2 separate regions of the Sus scrofa genome follow, and region 2 is linked to region 1. The links are chromatin contacts, called in public Hi-C maps. All regions are on one chromosome and are shown on one strand. The core of a region is the stretch at or near the end of the contact, and the rest is flanking DNA. Distances in the headings are between cores, read along the strand shown.

What was found. A called contact is a pair of places that touch in the nucleus more often than the background predicts.
Region 2: a Hi-C map of skeletal muscle shows a contact between it and region 1, with 2.8 times the contacts expected there. The contact joins two enhancer-like sites. A contact is called at or near these places in 1 of 5 promoter capture datasets (liver), 5 of 47 Hi-C or Micro-C datasets (fetal liver, liver, retroperitoneal adipose tissue and 1 more) and 1 of 2 datasets of contacts at active chromatin or transcription factors (skeletal muscle).

The regions. Positions count from the first base shown.
Region 1 is chr16:48,708,532-48,714,370 of Sscrofa11.1, reverse strand. ZNF366 (zinc finger protein 366) reads left to right here. Exons shown (of 11, transcript XM_021076720.1): 11 at 2,944-5,712. The coding sequence ends at 3,467. Among named protein-coding and RNA genes, the nearest start is that of MRPS27, 69 kb to the right of the region's middle. Within about 2 kb of position 3,535, at least 36 of the 83 cell types and tissues checked have an H3K27ac peak or open chromatin away from gene starts, as enhancers often do. A contact at or near this core is called in retroperitoneal adipose tissue and skeletal muscle, where this site is marked.
Region 2 is chr16:48,782,705-48,788,543 of Sscrofa11.1, reverse strand. All of the region lies in intron 4 of ZNF366 (zinc finger protein 366), which reads left to right. Among named protein-coding and RNA genes, the nearest start is that of MRPS27, 140 kb to the right of the region's middle. Within about 2 kb of position 2,568, at least 10 of the 83 cell types and tissues checked have an H3K27ac peak or open chromatin away from gene starts, as enhancers often do. A contact at or near this core is called in retroperitoneal adipose tissue and skeletal muscle, where this site is marked.

The DNA of each region.
Region 1 (5,839 bases), core at 2,286-4,785:
TCCCCATGTTACAGATGAGGAAACTGAGGCTTTGAAATACAAACTTGCTCAACTGAAAAGTAGCAGGCTGAGGACCTGAACACAGACCTTCCTTCCTGACTCAAAAGCCTTCTTGTACCCATTTCCTCACACTGCTGTTAAGGGGCATGTGATTTTTCTTTCCTTTCTGAAAAACAGCTCTGCAAGTTCTGCCGTGAGCAGAAATGTGTCTGTGGCAGGCTAGGTCTCTGCTGCTTGGTCACGACCAGACACATGCAAGGACAATTTTCCTGCTTGGTAGGGCTGCCTGGCCCATCGGCATAGCAGGGGCTTCCTTTGCCCCTGCTGACTCCTAACTAAACTGATGAAAGGTTCCTGCCTCCTTGAACTTCTCAGTTTCTAGGGTCTTAGAGTTTAATGTTTCTCAGTTTCAAGACCCTTAGTTTATGTTGCAAGTGTCCTGAATTCAGTGGGTCGTCCTTCCTTAAAAGGGCATTAAACACGCACTGCCTGGGGCGGCATGTTTTATGGGTCGAGGGAAATGAGCCCATCTTTGCCCTCTGGGAGGTCTGTGTGTGGGAAGAAAAGACACATGTATGTGTAACTTACAATATCAGGTTAACTGGCTGCTGTTTTCTGATTCTGGTCTGATCCAGGCACAGGGCAATGCACTTAGATATTATTGCTCGTCCCCAATATTCCACAAAGTAAACTGTGTTATTCTCATTTTATGTAAGAGGAAACCAAGGCCAGGAGGTGTTATGTAAACTGCTCAAGCTCGAACAGCAAGTCTGAAGGCAGAACTGAGATTCTAATTCAAGCATTTCTGGCTCAAGTCAGTGTGCTCACTACACTGGGTGAAAACATGGGGTGCTTTGTTCATGTTTTTGCTTCTCCCACCCCTTTACAAAAGAGACAGTTAGCTAGGCACCCATATTCTTAAATAGGATGCACGCATGCACGACTAGCATAAAACAAAATGATTGTAGCTTTCAGATTTCTCAAACTCCCACTGAGTTTATGGTGACTCCTGGGTGACAAGAAACTGTGATCATCACAAGACAAGGCCTGGAGTTTGTACAAAAGCCCTGAAAAAATTCTGGTTAAGAAAAACCAAAAAAACCTTTTTTTTCCTGGGAATGTTTTATTCCTGAATTACTCTTTGCCTCTCCAGTTGCCTGAGCCACTTCCCAAGCTAGGCCTGGATTTTTCCAGAATAGATGGTTTGCCCAGTCGCTGGGGCTAGAGACATAGAAGGCGATGAGGAGACAGTCCTCCCTCTGAAAGCCTGACTTGGTCACCACGACCTACCCCATGTGGATGCTCAAATCCTAACAGGCACCTAAGGACTGTCACTCTTCTGGAAAAATCAGGAGCATCATTATATATCAGAGAGTTGCTTTGGAAGTTTTTAACAGACTTTCAACAACTTTAATGTTTTCACCTACAAAAGGTGTTAGCATTTCTGCGCTCTGGTTTTTGAAACGGCTCAAAAATAATGACCCAGATGAAAAAGACCCTCCCTGTGCCGCTGACAAGATTAAAGTTACAGGCAGCTTCATTGCCTGACAACACCATAAAGTGGGCAGTGTTGGCATCAGCATCCTTCGTGTGTTCCCACCCCAGAAGCCTGGTTCTTCTGTGCAGCAGGGTCTGGCTGCACCCGAACCGCTCCCTTGCATTTCTGTCCTCAGTCGTGCCCACTGATGCCTTGGGACCTGACTGTTGGCTCCCCACGGGGAAGAGACCTTGAAGATAAAAAATGGTGGAGCCTCACCACATGTCTGCTGGCTACTGAAAAGTCCATCCCTACAGGGGCCTTCAAACTGAAACTAAAAGTGAGACCCTGTCATGTCACTATGCCCGACAGCAGGAACACTTGTGGTTGGGCACAGGGGCTCTTGAGCGCCTCAAAGGCCCTTCCTGTGCCCTACATACTCCGTCTATGCTTAGGGGGCCCAGTTATGGGGTAGCCTCTTTGGCCCCAAATGGGATATCTGGGGTTTTTTCAAAATAAAAATAACTTTTTAAAAATTATCATTGTAGGAGTTCCCATTGCGGCTCAGTGGTTAACTAACCCGACTAGTATCCATGAGAACACAGGTTCGATCCCTAGCCTTGCTCAGTGGGTTAAGGATCCGGTGTTTGCCGTGAGCTGTGGAGTAGGTCACAGACCCCCATTTGATTTCGTCAAATCGGAGCTGTGGCGAAGGTCAGCAGCTACAGCTCTGATTTGACCCCTAGCCTGGGAACCTCCACATACCATGGGCGTGGCACTCAATAGACAAAAGACAAAAAAAAAAAATTATTACGATAAAATAGGTGCTCTCTGTTAAAAATGAAAAGACGTATATTCAAAGTGAATAGAAAAATGTAAAAATCACATCACAGATTTTGGCAGACATCCTTCCAATTTTTAATAGATAAAATTGAGTCTACACTATAAATATATAGGATAAATAAGATATATAATTTTAAAATTATATAGAGAATCCCTCTCATGATCAAGAGCAGGTCTCTACATCTTCTGCACATGGAAGTACCTTCTACACACGTAGTACCTTCATTGTATGGAGGTGCTGTTATTTATTTAACCAATCCTGTTGTTAAATTGATGAATTGTTTTCAGTTTCCCTGTTGAAAAAAATGTGGCGATGAGCATCCTTATACATACATTGTGTGCATCTGCCAGACTATTTTCACAGCTTAACTTCTCAGCAGTGTAATTGCCAAGTCAAAGGTGTACTTATTTTTAAAGCTCTTGGCGCATGTTGCCTAATTCCCCTGAAAGGAGTCATACCGAGGCAGACCCTGTGACAAGGCCCACCTCTCTGCAGGCTTCCTGGAGATTATCTATTTTTAAAACGTAAAATCAAGCCCCACTACCCGCCCCCGGTTCCAGGCAGCGCGCCCTCTCGGCGTCCTGACCCTTTCCCGGGCCTGACGGTGCCTTTGCTCTGGCAGGTTTTGGAAGGGGGAGACTTTCCCTGGCGCAGACGGCGGGGGGCCTGAGGAGCCTGGAGCAGGAGGAGCCCTTCGATCTGTCCCAGAAGCGCGGGGCCAAGGGCCCGGCCTCCCAGTCGGACGGGGAGAGCGCCAGGGGCAGCTCCTGCCACGAGGAGGAAGACGACGACCACTGCTACGAGGCGGAGCGGGACAGCCCGGGCCTCGGTCCCTGCAGCCCGCCGCTCTGCGCGCCCCAGGACCTGTCCGCCAAGCCCGCGCCGGGCCCCAGGGAGGAGGCGCAGGCGGAGGAGGACGCGCCGCAGGGGGACCGCCAGCTGCAGAGCCGGGACAGCCCTGGGCCGGAGCGCGGCCAGGACAGAGAGTTGGCCGGCAGAGACGAGTGTCCTGGCTTCCGGGCCCTGCAGAGCGCGCGGCGGGGCCCCTCCTTTTCTGATTACCTGTACTTCAAGCACAGAGACGAGAGTTTGAAAGAATTACTGGAGAGGAAAATGGAAAAACAAGCAGTGCTTTTAGGGATCTAAGTGGACGGTTTCAAAATTACACTTGGAAAATAAGAACTAGGTGGTGCAAATACAGCTTTCCGCATGAGCTCGTTTTTGCTGGAGATGGGAGAAGGGCAGGAATCTTTACAAATGGCTCAGGCTAAAGGAGCAGGGACGTCCTCAGTCGTGTAAATGCTTCTCAGGTCATTAATTGGGCCCTTGATTTTTAGCACACGTGCAGGGTCTCCTTCAGTGTTATTTCACAGATCTCTAGTGTAGTAAACTGTGCTGTTCTTCCGGACATCATAAACTGATGCTGAGGTGCTTTTAGAAATTCCATTTTCTATTGACTAATAGGCAATACATGGTAAATTCCTTTCTAGTTGCAAAAATATGGTGCTTGACACATCACCTTATTAATGACTCTTCAGTTGAATGTGTGAAAGCTATAATATTTTTCCAGATAGATGAAAATATTAGTAGTTGTGCATAGTATAAAAACTGCTTTATTAAATAATCAAAACATAACAGAAATGACACAGGAGGGTGAGTTATGGAAGAGAAGGTTCTCATGTAGTTGCTGCAGATATACAATTTCAGGAGAATGTGAATCATTGTGATGAAGGAAAAATCAGCAATACTTAGATTCCTGCCTGAGTCTGCCTTGTTCCGCTTCTGCTGCCTTCATCAGACACGGCATTTGGAGCACATTTTCAGGTGGCCTGACAGTGCTCAGTGACTGCAAGTTCACCCTTGTGTCCTGAGCAGAGCTGCCTCCTGGAGACCTTGCTCCAAGGCTTCGTGCCCCGTAAAGCAGCTTCAGGAAGAGTTGTAACCCCAGGAACAGTGGGTTTCTCCTCAGTGCTGGAGCTGGGAGTTCTCCCTGAAATCTAAGCTCTAACCTGTTTGGAGTAGAGCTCTCCAGCTCTACTCCAGCTCTTAGGATCCTGCTACATATTCATTCTTCCAGCAGCCAGGTGTTGAAGACCTGCAGATTTCCAGTTTGTTCTCCGTGCACTGAGCTGGAATAGGAACTAGGAAATCTGGAATAGCAAGCTCTAAGTGTTTCCACCCAAAACGAATCATGTGGAAATGTTTGAGGAACAAGTTAATGTCGGGATGGAGAGAGCATGGTCTAGAATGGTGGTTTCCACACTATGCGTTGAGAAGCCAGAGGTCCCTCTTAGGCCGTCTGGAGCTGCAAGGGGAGGAGCAATTCCTAGCCGTCGTTACCACCTCACTCAAAGCGGCTCAGATTCCATCTGTTTTACATGTTAGCCTTCCAAGTAAAATTCCCCTTGGAGGAAGAAAAAAGGGTCTAGAAAAAGTAATAAAAATTGTCATGGAATGTATTCTAAAGCCTGTTTTTAGTTCTTGACTCTGGGATTGAGAAAATCAGTTATAAGTGGATGGTTCACATGCACTGACCTTTTGAGAGCCAAGCTAAAACCTTGGTTTTGCAAGTGATCAGCATCCTAGTTTGCCTGGGACAACCTGGGTTTATACCTGTTGTCCCTAGGTGGTTACTAAGAGTGTCACCTTAACGCTTAAAAGTGTTCCAGTCTGGGTGGTAAATTATATGGACACCCTGTGTATAAGTGCAGTGCTCAAGGAAGGCATGGCCAGCCTTGCCCAAGGAGCAAATTTTCCAGCGTGCAAGCCTGAGAGAGCAGCCTTGAGGCCATCCTCAACAAGTAAGAGATGACGCCAACCAGGATCATCAGCACCCCAAGGGCCAGGATAGCTTGACCTTCAGCACATTGCAACACTCTGAACACAGGTCACTACCAAATGCTTTCCAGGCTTTTGACCACTCTCTTTGAACCAACCAACCCAGCCAAGCGGCATATTTCTCTTTTAACCTTTTTATTCAGGTAGCGCCCTCTTGTTGCCTTTCAACTCATTCTCTCTTTTTAAGAATTTGACTGCCCACCGGCTGTGAGACTGAGGCTGACCTTCCACAGCTCTGCAAGGGTAACTGGTATATTTGTATATGAGTAGTTGCATGAAACAGCCCAATGTGCATACTGTATTTATTAAGCCCTGAAGGCATTTAATAAAATATTAACATCGTGTTTTGAATTATGATCTTTGTCTGCTTTGCTGGAACAAAATGTAACAGAGCTAACATTTAAAATCCTTCACATATTTGGACAATATGACACCAAATGTTGATTTTGTACAGAATCCTGCCTTGCTATTTAAAACTAAAATTCCAAATATGTAGCAACCCAAGTTGTGAATATTGCTTTCTGCTTCAATGAGAAAGTAGTTTACCTAAAAAATGGCATGTAACCTATATTTTGTTAATTTAAGCAAATAAAGACATGTTGAAAAAACCGAGTTAATTATTTGCACATACCTGAAATTTTGTGAGGAAGCTGCCTCAGTGTCTCACTTCTGTCCTCAGA
Region 2 (5,839 bases), core at 1,319-3,818, 75 kb before region 1:
CACTAAAAATAAAATGTGTTATAACGGAATTCTCTTGTGATACAGCAGGTTAGGGATCCAGCGTTGTCACTGCAGTGGCTTGGGTAGATTGGCACAGGTTTGATCACTGGTTTGGGAACTTCCATGTGCCTCAGGCATGCCCCCCCCCTGCAATGTATGTTATACCAAGGTGTTCAGGACCCGATTTTAACATGGGAGGGGGAGGTGGGGCTGGTTTCCATACACTATCAAGCAATTCTTGGTCCTACAACTCAATTCTAACACCGTACCTGAAGATAGGGTCAGATCCCACTAGTTAAGGGCTCAGTCCCACAAGACTGACCCCCAACTCATGTCAAACATGAACTGAAAAGTCCAGGTTGTCACATATGCTTCTGACCAAACTGCTTAGATCAGAGGGGCCCAGACCCCCTCCTCAGGGTCAATAAATTTGCTACAGTGATTCCCAGAACTCAGAAGTTTACTTATTAGATCACTGGTTTATTATAAAAAGGTCTAACTCGGGAACAGCCAGATGGAAGAGACCCATAGGACAAGGTATGGGGAAAGGTCGAGGAGCCTCTCTGAATGTCCGTGTATTCCCCAACCTGGAAGCTCTCTGAACCCCGGCCTTCTGTGTTTTCATGGAGGCTTTCTTTCCTAGGTATGATGTAAATCATTGGCCATTCGCTATTGATTCAGCCTCCAATGTCTCCCCTTCTGGATGTGGGGGCGTGTTGGGGGGAAATGAAAGCTCCAGCTCTCTGATCGCATGGTTGGCTACACTGCAACCAGCCCCCACCCTTAGACACCCTCCAAAAGTCATATCATTTACAGAAAAAAGACACCTTTTCACTTATACCACTTTGGAAATTCCAAATGTTTTAGGACCTCTGTGTCAGAAACTGTGGAGCAAGACCAAATATACATATTTCGTGTTACAAATCATAATATCACTCATGTTCAGAAACTAAAGGAAAACTCTCTTTTTAAAATTAAAAAAAAAGCAAATGTGGCTCAGTGGTTAACAAACCCGACTAGTATCCATGAGGATGTGAGTTTGGTCCCTGGCCTCTCTCAGTGGGTTAAGGATCCGTCATTGCCAAGAGCTGTGGGTGTAGGTCACAGACGCAGCTCGGATTCTGAGTTGCTGTGGCTGTGACATAGGCCAGCAGCTGTAGGCAGCTCCAATTCAACCCCTAGCCCCTAGCCTGGGAACCACCATATGCTGCAGGTGCAGCCCTAAAAAGACTAAATAAATAAACAAATAAACAAACTTATGAATCTGAACTTAAAAAAAAACAACAACGAATGTTTGGCAAGTTGAAGTCATGGGATGTGTGGAAAGTAGGTTCCAAAGTTCCTTTGGAAGTGGGGCCAAGTGAATTCTGTGCCTCTTGGTGGACCAGCTTCCCTGGGTTAATCAGGGTGCTGGGACAGCACCTCCACACAGGAACTGGGTTTGAAATAGTTGTGCCTGACCACCCAGCAATGGCCAGACATGTTACACTTGCTAGAGGGGCACAGACTGGAACTGGAGTCTCTGACTTCTGAGCCACCATACCATGGTGCTCAACCCTTACAGTCCAAGGACCTGTGACTACTCAGTTCCCAGGTAGCCCTGGAATTCACATCATTCTCAAGATCAGCCCCAGGGATCTGGTTGTTAACTAAGCCTGAGGCTCCAGATTTCTTTGTGTAGTGCCCACTCCATACTGCCACCCCACCATTTGAGCATATACCTCCAAAATCTCAGTTTGTTTACTAATTACACACAAGCACTCATATAAGTTCATTATAAAACATACACAAAAGAAATTTTTAAAAGGATGGAAAAAAAGTAATAAATTACAATGGCCCTATTCGATCATGAGCAGATATCAGCTGATACTAGTGGAGGTTTTCATTACTGACATAGGCTATAAATCTGTATTTCAAAAATTTTTCTTAATTGTGTTTTATTATTTTCAGCAGGCGCTTTTTGCAGATCTGATTAGATTATATTGTTTTTACTTTGTAATGTGGATGGAGTAGGAAAAATGTCAGCTCTGCCATTTTCTTGTTCATTGCTTAAGCGTGCACTATTAATATTCTATTCAATTTGTAATTTTTTGGCAGGAATATTTTTAAGCCAATTGTTCAGATTGTTAGTTGGCAACATACAAGCTATATTATGTTACAACACACTGAAAGCTAATAAAGGAATGATGGTATAAGGGTCAAACACTTGTTATGGAATCCCCAGTTTTTACTCAGCATAACTCCACACTGTGACCTGTAACCATCTTACATGTGGACCAAGTGAGGGCGCCAATGTCATTAGAGGTATATTAAACGTTGATAAATTTCTTATGGGGGAGGATGAATAGAAATATCTTTGGAAGTTCTGCCCAGCCTTCTTTAGAGACCAATGAGTTGCATTTTCCATTCGCGAACTCAAGTTGGAGATTCTGGCAAGAGTACGAACAGTCATTTAAAGGGGTATTATGCTACTGTTAACTAAGCACTCTCCACTCTAACATACACTATTTCCATATGCCATCTCAGATATCTCCTTGCCCAGAGGCTGACAGGGGCTTAAGAGAATTCAATTTTATCTCAGCAGAGGGCGTCCCTTCCTTCTAGGAACATAGCAAACCCTTAGCAACAAGAGGCTGTCCTGAGACCTGGGGCCTGTGAAAAGAGGTCATGAGAGTATCCTCTATGTCTAGAAGGGTTGAATGAAGCACACTCATTATCAATTATTCATTTCCTGGGGAAACTGAAGTCTACAGAACTGCTCAGAATTTCATGGTTAGCTGATGACTAAACCAGCCCCTGAACGTAGGCCTCCCACTCTCTGCCCGGTGTACTCTCTAATATTCCTTCCTCACGGCCCTCTGATATGCACTTGTTAAGCAACTGTAATGCTAGCCCATTTTCACCTCATGTATTTATTGATATATATGAGTTTTAATCTATCATTTTATGATTTCACTATACCCAGCTTCTTTTATGATTCTCTGTCTTTTGTTTTCTGACTTCTTTTGGTTTGACTAGGATTTGTTTATCATTATTTTTTCTTCTTTACTATTTTGGAAGATTTACACTAGTTATTTCTTCCTTTAATGCTTAGCTTAGAAACTATTTTTTAAATATTTATATTTTAATTTTAACCTTTCATTGTTAACTTATCTAAATCTGGTACAAATACTAATCTTTATCATTGGCCTGTACAATTCAGAAACATAAGAACGCTTAAACTCCTTTTACCAACATCCCAACTTGTTTGCTATTGTTGTCAAAATGTTAAATTCTCCGTAGTTTTAAAATTCTGTAGATACTTTAATTATTATTATTATTATTATTTTTGCTCTTAATTTTTTCCTGTATCCCATACTTTGCATCTGGATCATTTTACTTTATCCTGGTATACATCTTTTAGAATTTCCCAAACTCTCTCATTAAAAAAATCCTTTGCTCATCTTTATTGAGATTTCTAGATAGATAGATAGATAGGTAGATAGATATAGATATAGATATATAGATAGATAGATAAAACTGGGAATCAAATTCTAAGCAGGCAGTTGTTTTCTTTCAGCATGTTAATGATACGTTTTACTGTCTTGTGACTTCCATCACTTATTTTTAGAAGCCAGCTGTCAATTGATTTTTATTTGTATTTTAATATATAGCATATATACAGTTTCTTTGGCTTCCTTTGGGTTTACTGTGATGTGTCTGGGAGTACTGAGTAGATACATTGCATAGAAACAATTAGGCTTCTTGAATCTATGGATTGATGTATTTAATTATTTCTGAAAATTCTCAGCTATTCTATCTTAAAAAGTTATTACCTCTGGCTCTCTGTCTTCCTCAAACATAGACTCTTCTTCAAACAAGAATCTATTTCTCACTCTCTCTCTCCTTCAAGCATAGCAAGGCAGTTTTATAGTTTGTGGCTAATAATTTCAACAGACATTAACTCCAGTGCTTATGAGCCTATTTTAATTGTCTGTTGTTTCTGCTGGTTCTTGGTCAGCATATTTTGTTACCCTGTATGACTGGTGATTTTTGACAGTGTGTTGGGCATTGAATTTTAAAAATTATTTGTAAGAATAATTTGAGGCTTAACATTATAGTGTCTTTTTCTAAAGAGGATTTTCATTTGCCTCTGCCAAATACCTGAGGTCCTACCAGTCTGGAACCATTTCAAGCCAAGTTCAAAGCTTGAGATTCCAGATAACATAAAACCAGAAGGGAGTTCTTTGCAGGACTTGGTTTACTTATGATTCAACTTACCAGAAGCTGCAGGTCTTTGGGGCCCAGTTTAAATTGGAGGTAGTTAATTAGAATCCCTACCTCTGGTAGGTTGCAGGTCTTACCTTTTTCTCCCTGCCCCCAGGAATTTGTCAAAAGTACAATTCAGTTTTGCAGCAGTTTCTTTAGGATTGGCAAATGCTCATAGGGAAGAATCAGATTTGAACGTCAATCTTGTACTCTTATTTCTTCTAGAATTTGGCTTTTAAGCTTCTCACCACTTTGTTAATATTTTGATGCTTTTTAAAATGTTTCCTGTGTCTTAATACTTATATTGCAACAGAACAAAGGGTGGGGGGAAAATGTATGAATGTAAGAGGAACTTGGTCCCCATGCTGTACAGAGGAAAAAAATTAAAATAATAAAACAAGAAAAAAAAGAGAAAGAAAATATTTCTTTATATTTTATCCAGTTTTTTAGGACCCTTAGTAAAAGGGTTGGTCCAAATTTCCTAGTCATCAATTATAGGGAGTAAAAGTTACAATGTGTCTATTCATCAGAGAAAAGAAAGTTTTTCATAGTCTTCTGTTTTGATTTCACTTATATCAATTCGTTAGCCTCCATAAAGCATTTTCATATGCTGATGATGTAATACATTCTATAGAACCAAAATTACTGTGTAGTGCTCATCAAATCGTTTCAAAGAACCCAATCTGGTATATGAAATAGTTCATAAGACAGTTTGAAGTCATGGGAGTTCCTGTCCTGGTGCAGTGGAAATGAATCCAGCTAGGAACCATGAGGTTGTGGGTTCGAACCCTGGCCTCACTCAGTGAGTTAAGGATCAGGCATTGCCGTGAGCTGTGGTGTAGGTCAAAGACACGGCTCAGATCTGGCATTGCTGTGGCTGTGGCATAGGCCAGTGGCTACAGTTCCCATTGGACCCCTAGCCTGGGAACCTCCATATGCCACAGGTACAGCCCTAAAAAGACAAAAAGACCAATAAATTAAAAAAAAATATATATATATATATATGAAGTCATGGCTACATCTGACCTTTGAAATCCAGTATGATAAACTTGTGTCCCACCAACTCATTAAAATATATTAAAAGATTCAGTGATTTTTTTTCTCAATGAATTTATTACATTTATAGTTGAACAGATTCAGTGATTTATATATAACATACATACGAAATATCATATAGTCATTAAGGACACTTGCTTTTCCCATTGAATAAAATCTTTCCCCCTTCCATTGCCTCTTCCAGTTTTTCGTCTGTCCTCACCTTCTCAATGAGGCCTTCCGTAAATACCCTATTTGGAATTGCAGACTCCCCTCATTCCTATACTTCTGAATCTCCTCCTGTCCTTTTCTTCTCTCCATCACTGTCCACCATCTTACATACTATATATTTTATATCCTGGCTCTATTTATCACTACCTCTCCAATCTTGATGAATCTGTTGAACCTCTCAATTCTTTGATTTCTCTAGATACAAAGTTAAACTAAGAAAAGTGTCCCACCATTCTTCATATGGATGTTTCACAGCTGGGTGTGGTGATAGATGAGAAATGTATTCTAAAAAAACTGTTTTTTTTAGAAAGAACCAAATGAAAAT